Linked DNA regions of Mus musculus: region 1 is linked to region 2. Evidence: chromatin contacts called from public HiChIP or PLAC-seq data. All regions are on one chromosome and are shown on one strand. Each heading gives the region's core, a stretch centred on a gene start, on an enhancer-like site or on the middle of the called end of the contact. The rest is flanking DNA. Distances are from core to core; before and after follow the strand shown. Region 1 has its middle 15 kb from the start of Nmd3. Region 2 has its middle 21 kb from the start of Gm40070.

Region 1 (6,478 bases), core at 3,978-6,477, 430 kb after region 2:
GGGATCTCCATAGGCGGAGACTCCCACTTCTACTGAATCCCCCACCCCTGTGCTGTGCCCAATGAACATGCTGAGGTCCCAGGTTGTGGGAAACTCTGCCTTGCTCTCTGTGTCCTTTCTTCACTACCTCGATGGCCCCAGTCACAGCCATGGAACCCAAGCCACCCAACCTATGCACCTAATATAAGACTGTTAAAGAGGATCGCTGTGCCACTGAGACTAGACGACACGTTGGTAATTAGACTTCCCAGAAGCAAAAGAAAAGGTGTGTACAAAGGACCATGCAGGCCCAGGTGTGAAGCACAAGCTCTTAAATGGTAATATTTCTATATTATCTTAATACACAGTACATTTTATTGTGAATTTCCAGTAGCTCCTTGACTGTTCTAGAATGTTTATGTTGATTTTTGTTAAACTTAGGTGTCCGTATCCGAGGTGGCAATTAAAACAGGTCTTGTCAGGTTTTGTTAGTCACACATTGTTCGAACGTCCTATGTTATTGACAGGGACCAGAGAGAAGGCTCAGCTGTTTAGACACCTGCTGTTCTTACAGAGGAACTGGTTACTTCCCAGCCCCCGTGTGGTGATTTACACTCACCTGTGACTCTAGTTCAGGGTACCTGGATCCCTGTGCTGGCCTCCCAGGGTACCAAGCACATATGTGGTACACTCACATACATGTAGGTAATGCACTCACTCACATACACAAAATGAAAATAGGATACATTAAAAAAACATCTAAAGGTGGTACATGCCTTTAATCCCAGCATTTGGGAGGCAGAGGCAGGCGGATCTCTGAGTTCAAGGCCATCCTGGTGTACAGAGTGAGTTCCAGGACAGTCAGGGCTACACAGAGAAACCCTGTCTGGAAAAACAAACAACAATAACAAAAAACCTAAGATGAATCAGCCTTGTCAGTTTTTCTATTTTGACCTGCAGCCTTGGAATGAAGAGAAATCTGCTGCAAGCTAATATAAGAGAGTATAGAAGAGAGTCTGAGTAAAAAGATCAATGGTTGAGTGAGAGGTGGGAAAAGTGAAGGGTCCATCAGCTGTATGTGTCTACTGGACAGAAAGGGAGGCTTTCTGCTGAGGAGGAGTTAATTGGACATTATACTCTGCAGATAAAAATGTTTCCCAGGGATTATTAATCACCAGGGATGTAGTTTCAAACGCATTCTCCCTCCATAGACATCGTATATAAACGATTTCCTCCAAAGGACATTAGATGCTATGGCTACATGGTGTTCCCCTCTAGAACGTTTACCTCTGCAAGCACATTTTACATGTCATAAACTTTTATGCCTGTTTTGCCCTAGACTTTCCCTCCATGTGAGCTGCTTCCCAGAACTTAGTTTAAGGGTATTATGTGAAAACGAGGCTGCAGAGATTGCTCAGTAGTTAAGAGTTGTTGATTCTTCCAGAGAACTGAGTTTGATTCCTGACACCCATGCCAGTTAACACACTGCAGTGCCAGCTCCAATGCTTCTGTCTTCATGAGCATCCATATATACGTGGCATTCAGACACACACACACATATAGACATGATTTTTAAAAATAGAATATGTGGCTGTGCGGTGGTGGCACATGCTTTAAATGCCCACACTCAGGAGGCAGAGGCTGGTGGATCTTTATGAGTTCAAGGCCAGCCTGGTTTACAGAGCAAGTTCCAGTGGAGCCATGGCTACAGAGAGAAACCTTGTCTCAAAAACAAACAAAGAAAGAAACAACAACAACAACAACAAAACCAGTCAAAAATGAAGTTTGAGTTCCTTTATGTTTCTATGTGTATAGATGTGCTGTTCTCACCCTTGAATGGAGGACCTTCTTCTTGCAGTGGGTAGTGGTGATATAACTCACACACTGTTTAAAGTGCTGAGCACAGGCAGCCGTGAATGCTCCTCTGTAGATGGGACATTCATATCCATCTGCCACCTCTAAACCTAAGGCTTAGGGAAATGTCTTAGTCAGGGTTTCTATTCCTGGACCAAACATCATGACCAAGAAGCAGTTGGGGAGGAAAGGGTTTATTCAGCTTACATTTCCACATTGCTGTTCATCACTGAAAGAAGTCAGGACTGGAACTCAAGCAGGTCAGGAAGCAGAAGCTGATGCAGGGGCCATGGAGGGATGTTCTTTACTGGCTTGCTTCCCCTGGCTTGCTCAGCCTGCTCTCTTATAGAACCCAAGACTACCAGCCCAGAGATGGCACCACCCACAAGGGGCCTTTCCCCCTTGATCACTAACTGAGACTCCCTCCTTGATCACTAACTGAGAAAATGCCTCATAGCTGGATCTCATGGAGGCATTACCCCCACTGAAGCTCCTTTCTCTGTGATAACTCTAGCTTGTGTCAAGTTGACACAAAACTAGCCAGTACAATTGACCCCTTGTCAACTTGACACACGAACACATCACTAGTAAGCCTCAACTCTTAGTTTCTTATTCATCCCCAAGATCTAAACAACTTTAAAAGTCCCACAGTCTTTACATATTAAAAGTTCAATCCTTTTAACATATCCAATATCTTTTAAAAATCCAAAGTCTTTTTACAATTAGAACTCTCTTAACTGTGGGATCCACTAAAATATCATCTTCCTTCAAGAGGGAAAATATCAGGGCACAGTCACAACCAAAAAAAAATTAAACTCCAAATGTCCAATGTATGGGATCCAATTCATGATCTTCTGGGCTCCTCCAAGGGCTTGGGTCACTTCTCCAGCCATGCCCTTTGTAGTACACACGTTGTCTTCTAGGCTCCAGCTGCTGTACTCCACTGCTATTGCTGTTGTTGGTGGTCATCTCGTGGTCCTGGCATCTCCAAAACACTGCATGACCCCTTCAATCCTGGGCCATCAATTGCAACTGAAGCTGCACCTTCACCAATGGCCTTCCATGGCCTCTCACAGTCCCGAACCTCAGCTGCTCTGCATGACCCCTTCATGACTTCAAAACCAATACCACCTGGTGACTCTTGCACATTACCAAGTCCTGCTGCAGCAGGAGTACAATTTTGGCTATCTCTGGAACACAGCCTCTTTGTGCTTTCAGAAAACACTTCCCAGAAGATGTCACCTCAGCGATGCTGGTCTCTTCTTAATCACCGCTAATTTCTTAGCTCCAGCTAACCAGCATCAATAGTCCCAGTAACGCAAAGGTTTTGCTTTAGTAGTTCTGGTATCTTGTTAATCACAGCTGATTCTTCAGCCCCAGCTACCCAGAACCACAGAATCTTCACAATCAAAATAGCAATGACCCCAAGTCTTTAATATTCCCTTTGAAATTTCACAAGCCAGGCCTCCATCTTCTTGACTGTTCTCAACCTTATCTTCCTAGCTTCTACACAGCATCCCACAAAGCTCTTAACACCGAATGGATCTTCTAGTCCAAATTTCCAAAGTCCTTCCACAGTTCTCCTCAAAACATGGTCAGGTTGTCACAGGAATACCCCACTATGCTGGTACCAATTTGTCTTAGGGTTTTTATTCTTGGACAAAACATCATGATCAAGAAGCAGTTGAGGAGGAAAGGGTTTATTCAGCTTACATTTCCATATTGCTGTTCACCACTGAAAGAAGTCAGGACTGGAACTCAAGCAGGTCAGGGAGCACAAGCTGATGCAGGGGCCATGGAGGGATGTTCTTTACTGGCTTGCTTCCCCTGGCTTGCTCAGCCTGCTCTCTTATAGAACCCAAGACTACTAGCCCAGAGATGGCACCACCCACAAGGGGCCTTTCCCCCTTGATCACTAATTGAGAAAATGCCTCACATCTGGATCTTATGGAGGCATTTCCCCAACTGAAGCTCCTTCCTCTGTGATAACTCCAGCTGTGTCAAGTTGACACAAAACTAGCCAGTAGAGCAAACATTGCGAAGACAGGTGGAAAGAATGTAAGAGGCAGAGGCTGGGGAGCTAGAGCAAGAGTCTGTCACCAATGGCTCTGGAGGTCACACCTGGAAGGGCTGTAAATTTAATTCACAGATCCAGACTTATCGATTGGGGATAATCCACTCCCCATATGAGAGTACAGTGAAAGATTAAAGAAAAAGAAGAAAGAAAAGAAAGAAATGGAGAGGAGAAAACAGATGGGTCCAGTACGTTACAGTGCAACTTCCTGGGCGAGAGGGGTCTTCTCAGTTGCAACAGAGCTGGCTTACTGCACTCTGAGTCAGAAGGAGAATGCGATCGTACAATGATTTGATTTCATCTAGGCTGCTTCACTTGGTTGATCTTAAGCTCAGACCGAGGATGAAGGTAAATTACCAATGCTGCTGATGGTAACAGTCTGTTTATAGGGCTCTGTACCGCTGTGAGGGGTTTTCACGGTTTTAGTGTGATGGGAACACTATATGGGGGTGGGGTGGGGGAACAGATCAAGGTCACCCAGAGTTGTTATGAGGCAGGTGCAACTCAGTATTACAGCACACTATTCAACCTGAATCCCTATATACTAAAGAAAAAAAAAGTGCTTGTAGAAAGAATGAAAAATATCTTCCCTAGTCATTGATTATCTAATTGTATAGTAGCCAGTCACCCTGTCTCTATACTATATTTCAAAAGATGACTTACTTATTGAATAGTGAGTGACCTGTGTTAAGCACTGTTCCAGGCAAGTTTACAAACATTATCTTAGCCGTTGCAGCTACAAATATTTTCTTACCTGCCATTACCAATGTTACAAACATCTGTGCTGTTTAATCCCATTTTATCGATGAGGAAGACAAAGCTTTAAGTGAACAGGACTTCACAGCGAAAACAGATTTGTGTTCTCAGTGCCGAAAGCATCTTAACGTTCGAGAGACATCAACAGAGTATGAAGTTGGTGGGTTTAATCTTTTAGAATATAGTATGTGCAAAAATTATTTATGATCTGCAATCCTCCCACCCAGGACTGGGTCTTATTTTAAAGGAAGCAGGCAACTGAATCTCAGTGACAAATGAATTGCTAAGATTCTAGAATAAGTCAAGTCTGTTATGCCATGAATAGGTGCAAAAAAGTCTTGCAGCTAAAAGCTTTCCTCTGTGTGTGAAATTAAAGCTTTGAGTATATGCCAAGCCACCGACAAATAAACCTCAAACTCCCGGCTGCTGCTTAGCCTCTCGGAAGCTGAGGACGTTAATGAGTTTATCTGAGAATTGGTTGAATGAAGCACATTTTCCCTGAGCCGTCTGATGGCTTGCTGGTGTATGGATTATAGGTTATTGGAGAGGGGTCACAGTTGGCAGTGCAGCTGATGGAGCAGCAAACACACAGGCCTCATAATGAAGGAGGGAAGCAAAATCGTTCCACAGAAGGGATTAGGGTTCTAATTGGTTTTCTCAAGGCACTTGCAGACTCTATTCAGGAGCTAATTTCGAATTTTAAAGAAATATTTGATGAGTGTAGTCACGGCCATTTACGGTTCTCAATTTTACATTCATAAATATTTATTAGATACATTACTGGGCTCTAAAGAGCAGCCTAATAATATTTACCAAGAACAGCCGGCTATTAGACTTCTTAACTTAGCGCTTCTGACTGTGTTAATTTTGGCCCTGAATGTGCCAATTACTATGCCTGCTTAGGGACTCTGAGCTTGAAAGGGAAAGAAGTGCCAGAGTAGCAGGAAGTTATTTAAAAATTAACAAGAAAAGAACAGGCTAGGAGGAGGTGGTGGCTCAACTCCCCCTCTTCTGGTCAACCACCTTCCTCTGCTCAGATCCTCTCCCCTCTGCCGATGTCATCATCCTCTCCCCTCTGCTGACATCATCATCTCCTTTCTGCTGACATCATCATTCTCTCCTCACTACTGACATCACCATCTCCCCTCTGCTGACAGTATCACATCTCCCCTCTGCTGACATCATCATCTCCTTTCTGCTGACAGTATCACATCTCCCTCTGCTGACATCATCATCTCCTTTCTGCTGACATCATCATCCTCTCCTCACTACTGACATCACCATCTCCCCTCTGCTGACAGTATCACATCTCCCCTCTGTAGATTAGATTTGTCTCCCCTGAACTATTGGGAAACATTATGCAAAGAAGCAGGAACTGCAAAGAATCCTCGGATGGCTCTGTACCTGAGTGGCATGGGCAGTGAGTAGGGTTACACACTGGTAATTTCCTATAGTGAGCCCCATTGCCCATGTATTACACAAGCATGGTACCTGTGTGTGCAGGGCCTCTGAGCTGCTTAGCTGCATGATTTTGGGTTGTGTTTCTGATTGCAGGACTCTAAAGTCTGGTCTGCCATTCCCACTCCTTTGCATTCTGGGATCTACTGAAATTGTATTCACAATTTCTTTTTCTGCTAAATAAGCTGGAGTCCATTTCTACTGCTTAGAAATAAGAACATCAGATGATGCAGTAACTAATTCAAGTTTTTTTTTTTTTTTAAAACTATGTTAGGCCCAACCAAAAAACCAAAACACAACACAAAGCAAAACAAAACAACAACAAAAAAAAAACAAACCCATGGATTAGATTTGGCG
Region 2 (6,845 bases), core at 1,833-4,332:
CAAGTACAATTAAAGCAGAATTGTGTACAACAGATCATAGGGTGAAGCTGGATATTCAGGAGAGGATCTTATGATCCCGTGCCTCATTGGGGTGTGTGTGTGTGTGTGTGTGTGTGTGTGTGTGTAAGTGGTCAACAAGCTCAGTTGGGATAATTCTTTTGCCAGAGGATGCAGCTGAACTCCCCGAGATGGTGCTTTCTTGGCTGGGAGGACAGTGACTCACATCACCACTCCTTGCTGACTTGATGACGTTATAGGCATGTTTAGGAAACTTAACATGGCAGAGAACTGCCTGTGGCTGCTAAGAGCTAATCGTGGTCTGGAGGAGCTGCTGAGCACTGCAGCCAGAGGAATGTTGGCGGCTCTCAATCATGGCCTGCAGCCCCACCACCGCCTGGGGGAGGGACTCTGCCAACAAACAGTCAGATGCGCAAGTGGGAATAGAGCCCTGTCAGTACCTTGATTACAATTGTGTGACCCCAGCGGCACACTCAGGTAGACACAGCAAACCCCCTACACCATAGGAAGGGAAACAAGTTGTTTTCCAGTGTTGGGTTTGTGGTGATTTTATGGGCAGCAGGATAACAGATATAACTAATCTATTTAGATCGTACTTTTGAACTGCTTTTATTTTTAGATAATTGAAAATTCTAGAAATAAATATTAGGAAAAGTTGATGGAGGCTGGAGAAGTGTCTCAGTGTATAAAGGCACTTGTCACCATGCTCGATGACCTGAATTCAAATTCTAGGGCCTATGTCACACACACACATAAGCACACACGCACATACAGAGATGCACACAGAGACATACAACACACACACACACAGAGATAGAGTGAGACAGACAGACAATACAGAGATGCATACAGAGACACACAGACACACATACAACACACAGACACACAGAGACACAGACACAGAGAGAGAGAACACAAAGACACACACAGAGATACAGACACACAGAGACACACAGACACATAAAGAGAGAGAACACACACACAACACACACAGACACACACACACACACACAGATACATACACAATACACACAGACACACAGAGAGAAATATATACACAGAGAGACACACAGACACAGCACATATAGACACAGAGAGACACACACACCACACAGAGACACACACATAAAACACACAGAGAGACACACAGACACATAGACACACACAGAGACACAGACTCAGGAGCTAAGCAGGAAGGAGGCTGAACTTGAGAAGAGATGTGAAGCGGGTGAGGGCAGACGTGAACAGCCCAGGGAAAGCCCCGCACAGTGAATCCACTCTGACTGACCTTGAGCTTCGCCTCCGGAACACACCAGAAACAGTGCCTCGATAGACACAGAAGGCTGTGAGTGGAACGGCCACGTATGCAACAACATACCCAGTTTAACCCTTTTGTACATAGAAACTATGCCTACTTTGAGAAAAATATGTTTGCACAATTTATTCCAATTAAATGTGAGTCGGCAGAAATAATTCAAGGAAATAAAAAAATGATCAATGATCTTTAAGAAATAGTGGCCAGAGATAGAACCAGTGAGGACTCTGCTTAAATCTATGCAGTTAAAGTGTGGTCATCGAGTTAAATGTGGTCATTAAGTAGGATTACTAAAGTAGGATGGGCCTGGGCGTAGCATAGAGAAGGCTTGCCCAGTTTTGTGTTCAGCTCTGAGCTCACACTCATACACTACAGAAAGCAAAATAAGAGTATCGGAAAGCCAGTGGAAGTATTCATAAGTAAGTGCATGTGGGTAAGGGAACATTTATAACTTTAGGTTCAGACTTGGGGGTGGGTGCGGGGGAGAATCTTGCTGCGTGACCCAGGATAGCCTTGAGTGTCTAATCACCCTGACCCGGCCTCTGGAGCGCCAACACCACACTCCCGCTGGATTCAGATTTTTAAAAGGGAAATCTAGGAAACTACAAATTAGGAGCTAAATGTCAGGAAGATAACTGATAAACACATTAAATTTATTATATAAAACCTTTATCTTTTTAAACATACTTCTATTGATTATTTGAGAACTTCACTAAATGTACCCTTACTTTCCAGTCCTTCTAGGTCTGCCCCCATGCCCATCCTTTTGGCCTCCCCCAGGAAAAAACAAGGCCAATTTGTGTTGCCCATATAGTCACTGGCACATGACCAAACTCTCAGTGGCCTGCCCTGTAAAGAAAAGTGAGTCCTTCCGCCCCCCCCCCCTCATACCCCAGTCAGTAGCGTTCTATTGTGGCAAGCTACACGCCAGCATCCTGATCACAATTTTTAAGAGTTCTCTTCAATGGCTTCCTGTTTGGGTTGTTACTTTTTTTCTTTTGGAGGGGTAGGGGGCAGTTGTCGCAGAAACCCAGAATGTCTTTCTCCACTGTGAGTCTGCAGTCATTGTTGCTACTGCTGGAGTTTCCTTGTCCTTTCCAGTCAGCAGAAGCGGAACATGGAGTACAACAAGGTACCCGGTGACAGCACGGACTACAGACATCCATCTGGCCTCTGTTTAAGCTCGTGCCATGAACCTCAGCATGGTCTCCAGTGTCAGTATAGGCCACGGACGCCGACAAGATCCTTGGCAGCAGCCTTTGCCCTCAGAGTAGGTATGATATCTAAAGCTTTGCCTTTCGGCTGAAGGGCACCAATAAAGATCATTGCTTATAGGTAAAACATGAAAAATAGCTCTGAAGGGAAGAAGTGATAATGAGAGAACGCATCTAGCACACTTTCTGCAGGAATCCTGCACCCTGCACAGACCCAGAACTCCTGTGGGGAGCCGAGTCTCCGGGAGTCTGTCTCCTTGCTCGAGTGACCATTCTTAGCCTCGTACTAGATGAAAGCTCACATTCGAGGACCCTGGCAACTTTACTTATAATGCGAACACCAGGCCAGCAGTAGGAAAAGCAGGTCAGCAGACATCATCATTTGTTCTCATGCCAGGTAGCAGAGTGAAGAGAAGAGTCAGCTACTGACTAGCGATGGCCCAGCATTCGGAATAGTCCCCAGCTCAAGTAAGCCCCGCATCTTTGGCTGAGAGGATAAAAGAAGCAGCCACGTTGGGAGGGAGACAAAGGCTTCCGCTGCAAGCATGGTGGGGCACGTGACTAACGGGTACAAAAGAGCTATTTCTGTGATGGTGCCTCAGCCTGAGGAGACAGGCAGCACACTCATTTCCAATTAGCTGACTCAATCCGCTACCCTCGTGTGTGTGTGTGTGTGTGTGTGTGTGTGTGTGTGTGTGTGTGCCTGCAGCATAGTATGTATGTACCTATGAGTGCATGGAAGCCAGAGAAGACATCAGGTGCTCTGCTGTGTCATTTTCCACATTACTCCTTCGAGACAGGGTGTCTGCAGCCTGGATGGGCTGGAGACTGTAAGTCCCAGTAGAATCTTCCTGCTCTGCCTCCCATGGAGCTGGGGTTGCCGTCACGCGTGTGGCCATGCCTTGCTTCTTACATGAGTGCTGGTGATTCGGATTCATGTCCTCGTGTTAGTATAGTTAGCACTTCTACCCAGTGAGCCATCTCCCATCATCTCCACTGTCTGCCTTCTACAGTGATTTGTGCATGCATATATATATATATATATATATATGTGTGTGTGTGTGTGTGTGTGTGTGTGTGTGTGTGTGTGTGTGTGTAACCTTTATGGCAGAAAGTAGAAGACTTCATAGGACTTCCCTTCCATTTCATTAATGATCATGTTACACAAAGCTCGCCTGGATTGAACACCTTTTGGTAAATGTGGAAAGTGAGCCAAGATGCGCAGACTCTGGATTATCTAGGTCCAGGGGACATCTGTTGAAAGACAAGGACAGCCAGACATGGTGAAACTTGTCTTTACTCCCAGCATCTGGGAAGCAGAGGCGGGTAGAGCTCTGTGCGTTTGAGACTAGATTGGCTCATATAGTGAGATCTGGACCAGCCAGGGTTATAGAGTGAGGCCATGTCTCAAGAAGAAGGAGGAGAATTAAGTCTCCTGCCTTAATTAACAGTGACTTGTTAGTTACTTCTTGGAGGACAGTGATCAGGAGACTGCTTGATGTGAGTTACCAGCAAGAATCACATATACCAGGAGATAGATGTCCCAAGTGTGCCATCCCAGGCTGCAGGAGCCTGTAAAGCTCCTTTGGGAACATTAGCAAGGGGTTGCACCAGAGACGAGCACAGAGGCTCCCTTTAGTTTTACACTTGTACTTTTGTTCATCCTTCGAACCAAATATGGATTGGAGCTAAAATAAGTTTGAAATCAATGGTTCCAAGACCTGTTACTCATAGCAGGACTAGTTTAGAGTTAGAAGATGTAAATGTTAGGACGTTATCCACTTTAGCAAACATACACTTGTGGGCTTTGTGTCAACGGAAAGTCCTGTGATGTAGGGGCCCAGCCGGGAGCTTCCCAGGTGCCAGAGGGCTCCCACACAGCCCTGGCTTATATGCTCACCGTTGCAAATGTAAAAACCAGGGGAAAGCCTATCACCGAAGCCTCTCCCAGGGAGAAGACTTGGTGGCTGGGAAGCATTCATACATTCATTCATTAAATATGAACTCAGAGCTTTCTGAAGGCTTGCAATCATCCTGGGTTCTGGCATGATTCGTGGGTAGAAAGCCAAAGCCTCGTTCTGATGGGGAGTGTTCCCGTGGGGGATACAGATAGCAAATAATAAGTGCATAAAATAGCAGCGATGGAGGCTATGAAGACTGCTAATGCAGGGCGATGGGAGAAGAGATGGACTGTTCATTGCTCTCTTTTCTGACTGTGGATGTAAAGTGACCAGAAGCTTCATGCCCCTGTCAGAGTGACTTCCTGCAGAGATGGACCGACAACTTTCAACTGTGAGCTAAGATAAACCTTTTCTTCCCTGGGTTGCTTTTGTCAGAGTGTGTTGTCAGACCAACTGGGAAAGAAACTAAGACTCCTTACAGTCTTTATTCTCCTCTTCCTCTCCTTTTGTTTTCTTTCCTTTTGTGTTTCGAGACAGTGTTTCCTGGTGTACTCCTGGAACTCCCTCTGTAGACCAGGCTGGCCTTGAACTCACAGAGACCCTGCCTCTGCCTCCCAAATGTTGGGATTAAAGGTGTGTGCCAACCACTGCTCAGCAACAAGTTTTCTTTTCTATGTGTTTGTAATTTTTATGCTTCTATATATTAATTATAAATATTAATGAGTTTAATGATGAGCACTTGACACTAACTATATACTGTATTTTGATCAACTTACCCCAGATAACCCCTTCTCATCCCCCATTCTCACTGATCCCTTTTCTCTTACAACCAATCACCTTTCCATTGTTATGTCTAGCCACTAGAAAGTCACCCAAATAGCTGTTTCAGAGATATTGATATTTATATAATACTTATTTAATTTTAGTTTATTAATATCATCTGGCTTTCTTTACTGAAATTGTATTTGTTATATATTATTTATTTCATATTAAACTGCTCTAGCAATAACTGAAAACACAACTATAGCTATGAAGATTGTGATGTGTAACTTTTTTTCCAGCACTATTATTTTGTTGGTATGGGAGATTTCCTGTGACTCCAGAATAGATTCCAGTAATGGAGAATTTGGCTTTGGCTTAATATTTACAACTTTGTCTTTTCTAATAGCATGCTCTTTGGTTACACTTATTTTAACATACATTTTCTTCCTTCCCGATGTTTTATTCTTTATAATATCAATTTACAAATTACAGAACCCATATAGGAGAAATAGATCTAATATAGAGATATTCCTCTTACAATTATTTCAGTAGATGGTGCAGAAAATTATTTATATTTTGTATTTATTTTTATCCTTACTTGTGTTCCCATGACTCTAGCTACCATGTGTGTCTCTCATAGCTACCATGCACACACGATAACATCAATAATAGTTTTCTCCTCTGATAGCATGCATAGCACCTTCCAGCACTCTGAAAGCTATCCAGTAGGGAAGAAGTACCAGCTTGATTTCTCTGCATTTATGATCCAAGTATGTGGTGCCTTCAGCAATAGGGCCTTCCCATCAAGTTGTGGAGGGTAGTCAGGAGCACTGACGGTAGCCTACAATGTCTAGGAGGCCTGTAGGACCTCACTGACCAACAATTCCAAAGAGGAAACACATTCCTATTAGAATAGAGAAGTTCCACCAATGTTGCCCAGCTGTGACCCCTAGGAGCTACAATAATGGCTGTCCTGGTGAGGCAATCACACATTTGTGTAATAGTGGTGTGAACGTCATAGGAATAACCAACCACCCTATGATTGGATTGAAAGCTTACTCCACACCAAGGTACTTCATACCTTGCACGGAAATCAGTGCCAAGAGCTTGTGACGAGGTAGGTCAGAGGTGCTAGGGGAGAGGCCACTACTATTACTCTGTTAAATAGGCACAGTATCAGGCTAACTCCTGATGACTTATTATATCCATACTGAGGTTTAATTAAGTTATTTGTATTCTAGATATGAATCCTCTGACAGAAGTATAGCTGATAGTGATTTTATCTGATTCTATAGGCTGCCTTTTGACTTGACTGACAGTTTCTTTTGGTGTATAGAAGCTTTTAAATTGTAGAAGACCCCATGAAATTGTCAGTTATTGGTCTTATTTCCTTAGGTATTAGAGTCCTATTCAGAAAGTCCTTATCTATGCCTATATCATTTTAAAATGTTTATTTACTTTTATTTTATGAGTGTTTTATCTGAATGTATGTAAGCAGACCACATATATGCAGTACCTACAAAGATCAAAAGAGAGACATCAGATTCCCTGTAACTGGAATTACACATAGTTATGAGCCACCATGTGAGTGTTGGGAATTGAACCCAGGTCCTCAACAAGAGCGATGAGTGCTCT

Evidence for each region. HiChIP or PLAC-seq counts read pairs in DNA pulled down with a chosen protein or histone mark.
Region 1: an H3K4me3 HiChIP or PLAC-seq map of embryonic basal ganglia shows a contact between it and region 2, with 4 times the contacts expected there. The contact joins two enhancer-like sites. A contact is called at or near these places in 4 of 39 promoter capture datasets (cranial neural crest, embryonic stem cells and liver), 6 of 484 Hi-C or Micro-C datasets (the AML12 cell line, the N1E-115 cell line, the P5424 cell line and 3 more), 1 of 115 datasets of contacts at active chromatin or transcription factors (embryonic basal ganglia) and 2 of 9 other capture datasets (embryonic stem cells and macrophages).

The regions. Positions count from the first base shown.
Region 1 is chr3:69,703,989-69,710,466 of GRCm38.p6, forward strand. No RefSeq gene overlaps it. Among named protein-coding and RNA genes, the nearest start is that of Nmd3, 15 kb to the right of the region's middle. Within about 2 kb of position 5,228, at least 17 of the 459 cell types and tissues checked have an H3K27ac peak or open chromatin away from gene starts, as enhancers often do. A contact at or near this core is called in embryonic basal ganglia, where this site is marked.
Region 2 is chr3:69,271,694-69,278,538 of GRCm38.p6, forward strand. No RefSeq gene overlaps it. Among named protein-coding and RNA genes, the nearest start is that of Gm40070, 21 kb to the left of the region's middle. Within about 2 kb of position 3,083, at least 43 of the 459 cell types and tissues checked have an H3K27ac peak or open chromatin away from gene starts, as enhancers often do. A contact at or near this core is called in embryonic basal ganglia, where this site is marked.